Linked DNA regions of Triticum aestivum: region 2 is linked to region 1. The links are chromatin contacts, called in public Hi-C maps. All regions are on one chromosome and are shown on one strand. Each heading gives the region's core, a stretch centred on a gene start, on an enhancer-like site or on the middle of the called end of the contact. The rest is flanking DNA. Distances are from core to core; before and after follow the strand shown.

Region 1 (2,885 bases), core at 150-2,649:
AATTTTTTAAGTCGTGAACATTTTTTGATTTTTAGAATATTTTTTAAATTCACAAACAGTTTACCATTTTCCTACTTTTTTTCAGAACTCGCAATTGTTTGATATTTTGGAAATCCGAAATTAATTTTGAGATAAAAAACCAAAACAGAAATAAAAAAGTAAAAAGAAATAAAACATAGGGGGCGCCATCAATCCGAAATTTATTTTTAGGGAAAAACAAAATAGAAATAAAAAAAAGATATAGAAAACAGGGGGCGCCACGACCCGCACATGGGCTGGCCCATTACTGCGCTTGGTAAAAAGAAAGAGAAAAAGCGTGAGAACCAGGGATCGAACCCTGGTCTCCTATGTGGAGCATCATTGACTCAGCCATCGCGCTGCTCAAGTATTGGTGCTATTATATCGTATCCACCTTTAATAACAGAACCCTGGAGCGATATTAGAAATTAAAAACGAATCGTTTTTGCCACTTACGGGTGGCATTGGTGGGTAATTATTGCCAACTTCGAGGGTTGTTTTTATGACGTACCACCAGAAGCGATGCGTGGTTTATTAGTAGGTAAAGATAAAGATAAAGAGGTAGAGATTATTATTAGGTAGAGATATAGGAAAAGAAATATGAGATACACGGTGTGGAGGCGTGAATATAGGTAGTGCCATGTCAGTGTCCGCGGGCGTGCCGGGCCTTCGCGGATGTAGAGGGCCGCATTTGCCAAGTCCGGCTATACATCCTCTAAATACTGTATATATGCACATTAGGTGTGCTCATGTCAGGTGTTTTTAGACAGCAGCACACAGCTCAATCATTGAGCTCGCGGCCAGCTCCCGCCGGGGACGCCACGTGCTACGTCCCGGCCGACGCGACGCGCAGCGGCAGCGTGCACATCACTGACTGGCTTTATTGTCGCGCCTGCTCTCAACAAACTGCCGCTAGTAATCACGGAAGAGCACATCGACGGGACGATCCATCGAGCAGCCCGGCGACGTGGCGTGGCAAGGTCGCGATCGGCATCGGCATCGGCGTCCATCGGCGCCAGCGTTTTCCCCCGGTTTTGACCAAAGACACCATTCCGAGACCGACGTACGCCGAGGCCGAGCCACAGAGCGGCAGGAGCCGACCTCTCGGCCGCTCGGCTGACACCTGTGACCTTGTGTCGCCGGTGGTTCCATCATCGCCTCGTCGCGTCTGTCTCGTCCGATCTGGTAAATGCGGCCCAAGGGGAGCCATGTGAGTGAGGGGTGCTGGTGACCGGCGACTCGTTGTCGCGAAGGGAAAAAGCGTTCTTTTGGCCTTCCCCGGCGCCGTGCTGGCCCGACGGCAACGACTGCTTCGTTGTTCGCGGTGCCCCGGACGGACACGTACGCGAGTCTCGACGGCGACGCCCCGCTGCGCCCTGTCGATCGGCTTTGACCGCCTTGAACTACCACTACTGCTAATCTCCGGCATAGAACTCTCGTGGGACGTCCTGTGCTGATCCATCGTGCCGCCAAGTTGGCGACGTGGGTGGCATCCGACCTACCAAACGGGGCGAACGCACGGCCTCGCATCAACGGGTGGCCAGGCCTGGCCACACCAAAGCATGGCTTAAAGAGCATGAGTGCATGACTTCACCGGAAACTGTACATAAATGATCGGCACGCTTGAATAGTCAGGGGCTAAAGTACTCCCTCCTTTTCTAAACATAAGTTTTTTAGAGATTTCACTACGAAGCACACACGGATGTATATAAATGCATTTTAGAGTCTAAACTCACTCATCATGCTTATGTAGTCTATAGTGAAATCTCTACAAATACTTATATTTATGAACGGATAGAGTAGCTAGTAGGAGCTTGACCATTTTTTTTTTGAAAAAGGGGTATAACCCCGACCTCTGCATCAGAACGATGCATACGGCCACCTTTATTATTATAAAGAAATAGGTTCAACAAAAGTCATGAAGTCTGAAATAAACGAACCACAAAAAGACTCAAGAAGAGCGGAATGATAAAAGAAAAGCCACAACCGGCAGACACAAAAAAAAAATAGAAAAACTAATTGCCTATCATATTACACGACCATCATGCAAACCGATTGAATATAGCCCGAGCTACCATCAAAATACGACCTTAACCATGCCGAGCTGCCGACCACCCGTCAAAGAATTCCAGACATGATCGCTGCTAAGCACGAAAAGACTCGGCACTCGATCGCTGCATCACAGGGAAGCAAGAGAGCATTGCGTGGCCGTGACCGATCGCCTTCGCCTTCGTTTGACTCTCCTCTCGCGGTTGCTGTAGAGGCTGCCTTTTGGGTTTCAATGCTGCTCCATTCACTTTTTTTTTTGCGAATAAATGCTGCTCCATTCACTGATCACTCTGACTTTGGGGCTGTTGATTACAACGAGAGAGCGTCACGAGCATCAAATGAGAGTGTTGCATCTTGGCTCACAGAGTCACTGACCCACCAAACCCCTTTTTTTTGTTACTTCTGAATTTTTTATTTTTTTAGAAAAGGAGGGTGACCCCCGGCCTCTGCATCTCGGAGATGCATGCAGCCATTTTATTAATTACTCACGAAGGCCCTACAAAGTAATATTAGAGTTGACTGAAATCAAACTTCGTAAAGTTTGACCAAGTTTGTAAAAAAAATATAGACATTTATCATAATAAATCTATACGATGTGAAAATACATTCAACAATAAATCTAATGTTGTTGATTTGTTATTGTATATCTTAATATTTTTGTTTATAAACTTGGTCAAAGTTTGTAAAGCTTGACTTTGACCAAAGCTAATATGCGAACTAAATAAAAACGGAGGGAGTACATCAATACGTCTGAAGCCGTCATCTTAGCAACATCTGTCGCTATTTCTATCCATTGATGAAAGGGTGCAGAAAGTGTG
Region 2 (2,885 bases), core at 153-2,652, 240 kb before region 1:
TAAGCACTTCTTCTTTGTTCTAGAATCTTCCTACTTGAATTGTCCAACAATTTTTCTTCTAAGTGAATTACCATTCCTTTTTTACGCTCTTTTATATTTTAACTCCCCCCAAAACAATTCTTCAAAAAGAATTACCATTCACTTTTACTTTATTATGTTTGTTTTTCAAGGCTATGCCAACACGTTCATAAATTTCATTTGTCTTTGAAGAAGCGATACTAGCCACCAAAAACTGCAATACGAGATACCTAGACAATATGTTCGATATATTTCACATGAGATTCATGTAGTATTATACATACAATCTTTGAATATTTTATATCTATAATATGATTTTCAATGGGATGAACTATGAGAATTAAATTTACATCTACGATGTGCATATATGACTCCAATCTTACATGTTTACGTGTTATAGTGTGGTATGTCTATATTTGTTCATATTTTGGCCATCTAAACTTCTAGGTGTACCTTACTAGTTTTCTTCGGTGAGAGATGAACTGGTTGTGTGTTAGTGTCGGACAGGCTGAGTGGCGTCCGTCCACCGGGGGAAAAGTATCCACGGCCTCTTCAATCTCAATCAATGCTTCCGTGCGTGCTTGGACTTCGATTTTTAAGTTGGACTTCACACTTGTCTGTCCGTATGATCGTCCTACAAACTCCTTGACTGCCCTACCTGCTTCTAGAACGCACAGGCCCACTTACTCATCGTCTCGCTTTTTATTAGTACTCCCTGTGCGTTCAGTGATTGGATAGTTAGAAGGACATATGCTTGCATTTATTCTTGCATTTATTTCAGCATTTCTGGTGATGTGCGTTAGTGGGAGGAGACGTTCATGTCGACTACGAGGTGCCTGCGGTGACTTTGTAAAATCTAAGATGATATGACGGCTCAATCTCTCGAAGATGCTCATTCGGGTAGGCTGTGTGTGCGTTCATAATGAGAGTATATTAAAATTAGTACAAAGTTGAGTCATCTATTTTGAAACGAGGAGAGTATATATGTGCGGCATCTGAACTGTGTTAAAAAAAATCATCAGTTGCTAAAAAAAAAAAACTCGGACAGCTCCCACCTCTTGCCCGCGGGGTCGCCACGTACGTGCCGGCCGAGACGACGCGCAGCGGCAGCGTGCACATTACTGACTGACTTAATTGTCGCGCCTGCTCGCAAAAACAGCTGCTAGTAATCACGGAGTAGCACATTGACGAGACGATCCATCGAGCAGCCCGGCGACGTGGCGTGGCACGGTCGCGATCGGCATCAGCATCGGCGTCCTTCGGCGCCAGCGTTTTCCCCGGTTTTGACCAAAGACACCATGCCGAGACCGACGTACGCCGAGCCACAGAGCGGCGGCAGCCGACCTCTCGGCCGCGCGCGCGACACCTGTGCCGCCGGTGCTGTTTTCATCGCCGCCTCGTCGTCTCGTCCGTCTCATCCCGAACGGTGAAGGCGGAGCCAAGGGGAGCCCATGTGAGCGCGCGTTGCGGTGGCGACTCGGTGTCGGGGCAAAAAGCGTTCTTTTGGCCGTGTCCGGCGCTGCTGCTGGCCCGACCGCGACGCGACGGCGACCCGGGGAGACGACTGCTTCGCTTGGCCACGGCGCGCGCGGGGGCGGTCGCCCGGACGGACACGTACGCGGGGCTCGACGGCGACGCCGCGCTGCGTCCCTGTCGATCGGTTTTGACTATGGCTTGCTGACAATCCCCGGCATGTGCAGAGCTCGAACCGAATTTGCTGTGTGTGTGTGAGATCGCCGCTCGATCGGTTCTGATTTTTCAGGCTTCTAGCATTCACCCTGCGTCGGACCATCTACTGAAGTTATCGATCGCTGAGTACATATTTGGTCAAGGGAAAAGACCACAACTCGATCGTCCAGTCCACCGATCCAGCAAGATGCAACGCTTGGAACTTGGAAGCTCTCGCGGCCCGCAAGTGGAATGGACAGTCGAGGAAGGAGCACATGCCGTTCCCTGTCAGTGACTCGGTGATGGCGCCGTGCTGATCCATCGTGCCGCCAAGTTGGCGACGTGGGTGGCATCCGGCCTGCGAAACGGCCTTTGATCAACGGGTGGCCTCAAATCTACGGACCTGTGCGTACTACAGAGCACAAACATACTATATAACAAACTTTAATGTCAGCAACACTCCAACTACAGGCCTGCAAGAGCAGAGTGGCGAGGGCCAGGAAGGGGTACAAAGCAGTCCCGTCCGTAACCGGAGGCCCAATACCCGAGTAACAGACCCTGACTGGGTTAGCGGCCCAACCACCAACAGGCAGAAGACTACTTAAGGCGCAGCAAGAGCTCCGCTAGGGTTCATCCAGAGACGGACCAGAACTGGCGGCGGCGGCTTTCTTTTCCCCTCTTTCCCAACTTCCTTCTTATTCGGCTCTGAGAGCTTGTAACCCGAACCCAATCTTGTACTTGAGTGAGATTTCCACCAGTAGATGCTATCAATTGGTATCTAGAGCCATTTTTCCACCACATCCGCTGCAGATCTGGCCCTGATTTTTCGCTCCATCATCGAGACAAGGAGGGAGAAGCAGAAGAGACTTGCCATGGACGATGAGGCGAAGAAGTTCATGAGGGAACTGATGGGGGAATTCTGCTCCGACATCAAAGGGTCGATTGGCGATCTCAGCGCCAAGGTCGACGCCATCCAAGCCTGGAAACCCGAGCTCGCGGCCCGCGTCTCCGACCTGCAGGAGGCGGTGGATGCGCTTCAGAAGGCGGCGCCGACGTACCAGCCCCACGTCGTCATCGACATTCCAGAGGGAGCCGGCAAGGCGGTGGCGAACTCCAAGGCCACCGCACACATGGCACCATGGAGGCAAGCTTCTGGGCCCGTTGGCCACGGCGATCCACCACAAACCCGGGGGCAGTTC

Evidence for each region. A called contact is a pair of places that touch in the nucleus more often than the background predicts.
Region 2: a Hi-C map of leaf shows a contact between it and region 1, with 3 times the contacts expected there. The contact joins two enhancer-like sites. A contact is called at or near these places in 2 of 5 Hi-C or Micro-C datasets (both in leaf).

What each region holds. Positions count from the first base shown.
Region 1 is chr1B:670,793,320-670,796,204 of IWGSC CS RefSeq v2.1, reverse strand. No RefSeq gene overlaps it. Among protein-coding and RNA genes, the nearest start is that of LOC123099532, 46 kb to the right of the region's middle. Within about 2 kb of position 1,399, at least 3 of the 8 cell types and tissues checked have an H3K27ac peak or open chromatin away from gene starts, as enhancers often do. A contact at or near this core is called in leaf, where this site is marked.
Region 2 is chr1B:671,035,233-671,038,117 of IWGSC CS RefSeq v2.1, reverse strand. No RefSeq gene overlaps it. Among protein-coding and RNA genes, the nearest start is that of LOC123099543, 37 kb to the left of the region's middle. Within about 2 kb of position 1,402, at least 1 of the 8 cell types and tissues checked has an H3K27ac peak or open chromatin away from gene starts, as enhancers often do. A contact at or near this core is called in leaf, where this site is marked.